Regions from separate parts of the Rattus norvegicus genome. Here region 1 is linked to region 2. The links are chromatin contacts, called in public Hi-C maps. All regions are on one chromosome and are shown on one strand. The core of a region is the stretch at or near the end of the contact, and the rest is flanking DNA. Distances in the headings are between cores, read along the strand shown.

The links. A called contact is a pair of places that touch in the nucleus more often than the background predicts.
Region 1: a contact with region 2 is called in a Hi-C map of Schwann cells, with 5 times the contacts expected there. The contact joins the promoter of Lrrc59 here to the promoter of Ankrd40 in region 2. A contact is called at or near these places in 3 of 12 Hi-C or Micro-C datasets (Schwann cells, frontal cortex and liver).

Annotation. Positions count from the first base shown.
Region 1 is chr10:80,067,404-80,071,357 of GRCr8, forward strand. Lrrc59 (leucine rich repeat containing 59) reads left to right here and starts at 1,759. Exons shown (of 7, transcript NM_001008280.1): 1 at 1,759-2,072; 2 at 3,862-3,921. The coding sequence starts at 1,968.
Region 2 is chr10:79,776,633-79,780,530 of GRCr8, forward strand. Ankrd40 (ankyrin repeat domain 40) reads left to right here and starts at 2,334. Exons shown (of 5, transcript NM_001134699.1): 1 at 2,334-2,670. The coding sequence starts at 2,537. It overlaps LOC134480857 (a long non-coding RNA gene), which reads right to left and starts at 3,445. Exons shown (of 3, transcript XR_010055747.1): 1 at 2,861-3,445; 2 at 1,363-1,499.

The DNA of each region.
Region 1 (3,954 bases), core at 509-3,008, 290 kb after region 2:
TCTCAAAGCCACTCTCTACACCCAGGAGAGGGGACACAGATTATGGAGGGACTCTGTATAAAGACAAAGGGGGAATAAAGAGAAGTCATGGTGTCTACCTCAAGGCAAAGCCGGAAGAATGCATCATCCTAAGGAAAGCTTCCCAAATCTTTGGAAGATTCAGCTTCATCCTACCTTTCTCTTCAAGGAGGATGCTCTTTGGGGGTGGGGCCTGTTTAATAGATTTGTTTGTTTTATGATTTATGTTGTATATATAAGTACACTGTATCTGTCTTCAGACACACCAGAAGAGGGCATTGGACCTCATTACAGATGGTTGTGAGCCATCATGTGGTTGCTGGGATTTGAACTCAGGACCTCTGGAAGTACTCTTAACCGCTGAGCCATCTCTCTAGCCCAAGTTTAATAGATTTCCATTTTATCCTTCCCCCTCTATTGCAGGTGATTGTGGAGAGCTCCACTTTCATTCTACTGGACTTCCTTCTTGACTGTATCTTTAATCAATAACAAAAATTTGACCCAGACCTTAGGAAATGGCATATTATAATTTATCGGACTACTTCCTAGCCTCCAGTTCAAACTGGAGTATGGAGAGAGAGGAACCCCTAAATGGCAAGTTCTGTATATGCTAATTATGTGTGTGAACTGTAAACGTTTTTTTGGGGGGGGGTAGGAGTAATAGGATGAGATAAGAGAAGCAGGACTTTAAGTCAAAATAGTCCGTGTGTGTGGCTGAGGATAGATGATTTTCTTCCCAGAGATGACTCAGCAGAAGGCACGTGTCACTCAAGCATGAAGACCAAAGCTTGGGTCCCCGGAAACCAACATAAAAGTCTGGTGGGTATGCATGCTCTCAGTCTCTTCTCCCAGGATGTGGGAAGCAGATCAGGGAAGACAATCAGTGTCAACTTAGGGCCTACATGTTCACACAAACACACCTGCACAGACACCACACACATCTATAGATACCCACCCCTGCACAAAAAAAGGGGCAAAATAAGATTTGTAGTGGTAAAAATGCTTCATCCATTTAACAGAAACTTGCTTTTCATTTTTAAATTATGTATGTATATATGTATGTATGTATGTATGTATGTATGTATGTATTTAGTGTGTGTATGTATACACACACATGTGCATGCCAGGGCGTAAGAATCAGGGGATCAGGGGACAACTTGAGGGAGTCAGTTATCTTTTACTCTGTGGGTCCAAGGGATTGGCAGTCTTGGTGGGAGGCACATTTACCAGATGAGCCATCTTGCTGGCTGGCCCTTCATTTTCTGAAGACAGGTTCTTGCTATATAGCCCTGGATGGCCTGGAACTCATTATGTCGACCAGGCTGGCTTCTAACTGGTGGGGATCCTTCTGCCTCTCATGCTGAGATTACAGAGGTGGAGGACGGCTGGAGGCTGAAGCAGAAGAGGAAAGAGGTAGTTTAACAGTAACCGGATTTAGAAGAGAACTAGGAGAAATTTTGGAGGACACCCTCAGAGTTGGCTCCTAATCCAGAGGATAGGGATGATCTCATGACGGATGCAAACCCAATTCGTGTAAAGTGCAATTTCAGTCCTTTCTGCTCCAGATGCCTCTGGACTGCCACGTCTAGCAACTCAACTCCTCCCAGCAGAGGTGGCGTTCCACAACTGCAGTTCGCCAGCCTGGACGGCAGAGGGCGCGCCGGCACACGCTCGGGCCTCTCTGGCCCGGCCTATCTCAGTGGTCGCGGAAGGTGACGTGGACACGGAAGTGGTCGTCGTCGCGGCGGCACCGGTGGGAGCGGGGCCCTGCACTTGGAGTGCGGCGGGCAAGCGGACGGGTGGCGGAGGCCTCTCAGCGGCGGCGGCGGCGACTTAAGGCGCAGGCGTGGTCCGTTGGGTGCGAATCCGCTGAGCCCACGAGCGGCCTCTTAGCCCTCTCTCCTGCCCGTCGGAAACCGGGAGCAGGGACCCGCTTAGCCGGCGTCATCATGACCAAGACCGGTAGCAAGGGCGGGAACCTCCGCGACAAGCTGGACGGCAATGAGCTGGACCTGAGTCTCAGCGACCTGAATGAGGTCCCCGTCAAGGAGCTGGTCAGTACCATCCCACGAGCCCTGGGAGCCCACCTACTCCTGACGCCGGCCCCACGCAGACAGGCCCCCTTTCCTAAGCCTCAGTTTCTCGATCTTTCAAAACTAGGTCTCCAGGGAGGCTGCGGTCGGTCCTAGTGTTCTTATTGCGATGTACACGTGTCACTTTGGCACAGTTCCAGAAGATAGGGTAGCTCTACCTATCCGATCCTGGGCTTTTTAGTGGCCAGTAATGAATTTACCCTTGTTTTGGAAGCTCTCGCAACGTCCAGCTTAGTGCTGGGCCTTAAAGTGGAAACCCGTGAGAAGGGTTGCTGAATGTGTTTGAGGATGAATGAATGACCTGGTCCCAGGAAGTAGGCCTCCAGATAAACCTGGGTGTGGCGCCGAACCCAGCTTTTTCTAAGAAGCCTGCAATCCCAGCTTGGAGGTGGCCCTCCTTGAAGAAAGTGAAATCACTCTCTAGGACTGGTAAGGTCTCGTCCCAACTGCACTGTAACTGTTGGGAATCGCGCCCCACCCTCCCTTCCCCTCCACCCCCAATCCCATTTGGAAGCCTGAGGCCCTAGGGACATCATACACTTCATTTGTTGCCAACATGGACTATATCCTCTATCAGTGCTTACTCAACTCTGTGCTCCCTAGCTCTAACGTTTCATGGTAGCTTCACTTTGGATGACCTACACTTTCCTTATTGCTGTTAAGGGATTATATTTGCCCTTGGCATCTGGCCTAATCCCCACGACTCTCCTCCCTCCCACCCCCTTTGTGGCTGTGTAGTATGGTGGTTTGAGTGGCGTGTCCAGTTCATATCCCAGCTCCATTGCTCAATAACTGAATGCCCTTGGCAAGTTAACTAGCCAACCTTTGTGTCTAGATTTCCTCATTTATAAGATGGTGTTAATGGTTCCAGTTTCATACACTTAGGAGTATTAAAATCATAATGCAAATACTTGGAAGGTAGCAAATAGAAGTAGCGGTTGTTCTCCCCCCCCCATGGGTTCCAGAACTTCTTTGTGGTCAGACTTATCTCTGAGATGCGGACAGCCTAGCATCCTTGACTGCATGTCCACCCTTTTTCTCCAGAAGACGGCCAGATTTACTTGAGCCTGGCCCAAGGAAAGTGATCTGGAACCATTTCTTCCAGGCATGTGGTCATTATAGTGATGTCTGTCCTTAGGGCAAAGAAGGGTCTGCTCTGCATAACCTTTCTAGTCCTGGACACCACTGAGAAACAGAGACAGGCTATGAGGGCCTTGCTCCCACACTAGTGTTCTCTAGCCAGAGACCTCCCCAGAGAAGGCACTCAGTCCCCACACGTGTTGCTGGACAGAGACCTGAACAAATGAGCAAATAATACTGAGCGCTTTATTAGACCCAGTTCCTGCCCTGAAACCAAATAATGGGCACTAGAGAAAGCTTCAAGTGCTCTGGGGGGTTTTGAAGGATTAGTTTTTCCTTAGACACTGTATAGTCAAACCCCTCCTTTTCCAGTCTTCCCTAGATCATAGTCGACTGGCTTTTTTTCTTTTTATCCCTAAGAACATTATACTTTCGTGCTTTTTTTTCCTCCTCAAGGTCTTACTATGAATCAGAAGCTAGATTTGACTTGATATCCTCTTGCCTTCTGAATACTGGGGCCATAGGCATGTCCTGCCCGGCCTTTCCCCCATATTGTTTTCAGAGGCCTGTGCTAATCGTGAGAACATCCTCTGGAAAATGCTTCATTAGCAGATGTCATTGAATCATTCCAGGTGTTGGTTTGACCTGTTTTTCTCATCTCTCTTTCTAGGCTGCACTTCCAAAGGCCACCGTGTTGGATCTGTCCTGCAATAAACTGAGCACTCTTCCGGTAAGAATGGCATGTTGCACTAGGTTCTGGAAC
Region 2 (3,898 bases), core at 1,084-3,583:
TCAAAACAGAAAAACACCTTCTTGGGCCAAAGGTATAGCTCCAAGGCAGAGAGCTACCCTGGCATGTGTGCAGACATGGGTTGGATCCTCAGCACTGAAAGAGATAGATTAAAAACAAAACAAAACAACAACCAAAAAAATACAAACAAACAAACAAACAAACAAAAAAAAAACCCAAACAAGTCGCTCAACTGTCTTGAGTCAATAGATTTTAAAAAATGAGTTAAGATTAGGGTTAGGTTAGGGTTAGGGTATAGCTCAGGCAGTAAGGTACTTGCCAAGAGTGTTTGAGGACCTAAGTTTGCCTTTTTTCTTTCTTTCTTTTGAAACAGGGTTTCTCTGTGTAGCCTTTGCTATAGACCAAGGCTGGCTTCGAACTCAGAGATCCACCTGCCTCTGCCTCCGAGTGCCAGAATTAAAGGCATGTGCCATCACTGTCCAGCTCTTAGCTATTCATTTTTCAGCTTATAGTCTGTTGTCAAAGGATGCCAGGGCAGGAACCAGAGGCAGGGCTGAAAAACAGGCCACGGAGGGAGAACGCTGCTTCCTGGCTTATTTTCTTGGCTCACATTCTGTTGCCTTTCCTGTTGTTTCTTTCCCTTTTAAGTTTTATTTGGTTTTTGTTTTGTTTTCATGTGCATGTGTTTTGCCAGGGTGTTTGCGCGTGCGTGTGCTTGTGCTTAAATCTGAAGCAGTCCGAAGAGGGCATCAGATCTCCTGGAACTAGAGTTACAGATGGTTGTGAGCCACCATGCTGGTGCTGAGAATAAATCCTGGGCCTTTTACAAGGGCAACAAGTGCTCTTAACTGTTGGCTTATCTCTTCAGCCCAGATAGAATTCTTTTAAGGAAAGAAAATTTAACAAACAAAAAAACCATAAATTTTGGGTACTGCTGTTGACTTTGATGGTTTGTTTGTTTTTTACAGTTTGGAGGATGAAACCCAGGACTTTGTTTGGGTAAATACTCTTCTATTAAGCTATTAACAGCAGCCTACTATGATCTTTGTAAATTGTCCGCCCCCCCCTTTAAAGATTGCTATTTATTGTCCCTCAGATTGTGTTAATAGAGTCTCAATGCCATTCACATCAGCCTCAGATGGAGTACTATGCTGGATCTGAGAATTAAAATTTAAATTGGGGAAACAAACGAAAGTATAAGCTCAAGCAGCGGTCCAATTTGCCACTGGGGTAGATTTAAGTGTTTATAGTCAGTTGCTATTCATCACTCCTGGTGTGCAGTGTGCGCTGTGTGAATTACCGTGTGCTAATAAACAGACGTTGCTTTTTCTTAAACAGTAACAAGACAAATGCATGCTGTGTGCCCTCGGCAGCCCCGAAAAATGCAAATAAAGACTCCATACCTAAATGTATCCCTTGGTGTTTTATCTCCTCTTTGTTCAGGCCCTCCTCTCTGCCTCCCCAGGGCGTTTTCCCTTAATCTTCTCACCCCATCTGCAAAGTTCTCACCAGTGCCACATCAGGGATCTCTCCAAGGCACCTGGGCTCAGCAAAATAATATTTTCTGTTTCTCCCAATGGGTAGTAGAACAGTGCCATCAAAGGCTCTGAACATCATTAACTAGATTAGGCAAGGAGTACTGCACACCGCTGTTTATGAACACCCCATAGCTCTACCCTCAGTGCCCAGGATCAGGACCCGGATGACTAAGCACCCCACCCCCACTCCCGGTCGTCTTTCCTTACATGACTCCGAGAATAATTATAATTTAAAAGCTATAATGAGTTTCATTTTATAAACCAGAAGCAACGTTAATTTTCATGAAAGCCAAGTTGGAAGAATTTCTGTCTAAAAACGATAAGGGGTAAAAATAAAACAATAACTGAAGTAATTCTAGCTGAATGGTCCCAAGCACTGACAAAAATAAGAACAGTGTCATCTAATCTCTGCAAATAATGGGCATATTTTATAGTGGGATCGTTTTCAGCCCATTTCCCGTCCTACTGGGTAAAAATTGACTCAGATAGAAAAAGAGCTAACCAAACTTGGGGGAGTGGGGGTGGAAACCCACCAATTATTTTTAATGCCTACTAAACAGCCTGCTCCAGAGGATACGGCTTTTCTGGCTCTCAAACATGTCGGGTCCCTCCGCCCCCCCAACTATTCCTGTGTCTGTCCTCCTCGCTGGAAGCTGTGGGGTGGGAGGTCTAAAAATAGCCAATGAATCACAGCAGATAATCCAGTGCAGTGGTTACATAAACAGCGGGCCGGGGCGGCGGGGCCGCGGGTGGGAACGAAAAGTATCTGGGTCAATGTTGTCACACTGAATAGGGTCCCCCGGAGCCGGCCTTCGGAGGCGCGGCGGGGGTGGAGGCCTGGGCCTGCGGGCCTCGAGCAGCTGGGGATCTGCCGGTGGGCGGGAGGGAGCACGAGGCCCCGGGCCGGGCGCGGGCGGAGGCGCGAGTGGGGCGGGCGAGCCCGGCGCTCCCTCCCCATGGCCGGGAGCGGGCCGCGGAGGCGGCGGCGGCGCTGACAGGCTCAGGGCGGGGCGGCCGGGGGCCCGGGGCCCTGGGGAAGATGAGCGCCCTCCTAGAGCAGAAGGAGCAGCAGGAGAGGCTGCGGGAGGCAGCGGCCTTGGGGGACATTCGGGAGGTGCAGAAACTGGTGGAGAGCGGGGTGGATGTGAACTCCCAAAATGAGGTCAACGGCTGGTAAGTGGCGAGCGGGGGAGGCCTAGGGTACAGGGCTGCTAGCTCGGGGCGTGGAGCAGTCAGCCGTGACCCAGGACGCAGGCTAAGGTGAAGCCTGGTACCTCAGGCCTCGCAGGTTGTGCCCTTTCCAGACTAGCCCTACCCCCAATTGCCTCGTGCAGTTAGGAGCGCATCCTTCCCAAATACATACCTTCTGTGGTTCACTGCGGCCAGCGCCCTCTGGGACACTGGAGCCCACGCCAGCCCCCGCGCCCCCTGGCTAACTTGGCCCAAATGGTGATGCTAGAGGCTTTGATTCTCAGCGACTCTGCTCTGGATTTCATCAAGCTTGAATTATTTTGCCATGGGCGCTTCTGAAGAACACTTCGTGCAGAGATGAAAGCATAAGCAACCCAGCAAATGCCAATCTTAAAACCAGCACGATTTCTTTAGCCAAGACCAGGAGGAAAGAAACAACTACAAAACCCCCACCACTTGCATAATAATTTTGCCTCTGTTGTTTCAATACCACAGTGATTGGCTGTTGCCTACAGCTGCCTGTTGAGGGGAGACTCATTTGTTTGCCCTGTAGAATGTTTTGTTTTCTTAGTACAATTTCCAATAGAGAAATTCACCCAAGGCTTTAGATGTCTGCCTGCAGATTTGCCTCCTTCCCAATTAAATCCGGGGTCTGTCTCATGTCTTTGGTTCCAAGTTACTGAGTGCGTGTTTTTTAAAACCCTTTTTGACATTTTACATTTTTTTTATTTAATCCAGGTAATGCTTATCTAGCCTCGTTTACTAGTTTAAAGTTAAAGTGAGTTTTAACCCTCCCACCCCACTCCCCTGTAAATCGAGTCATACATTTTGAAATGGAAAGGGCGCAGGAGATCATTTGAACCCCAGAGAGTGTCTTGCCCTGGTTGCACAATTTTCGGTATGGTAACAGAGTCAGAAATGAGGTTTCCTTATTTCCTAAGAAAGCTACCCGGGTCCTTTCCCTAAAGAAACTAGCTCGGTAGCTGTCCACAGCTAGGAGACAGTGGACACTAATTTCTTGTCTATTTTGAAGCGTTTGCAGGCAAAAAACACTTGTAGTAGTGTTTGCCTTCCCTGGCATCCGATAGCTGTGAATTTCTATTCTGGCACTGGGGGGCAGTGCTGTACAGAATACTGAGCCTGGTCCTGCTGCAGGGTCTGCCTGTCCGCCCTGCTGTGAAGTCTTGGTTGAGTCATTTCGTTTCCCAGT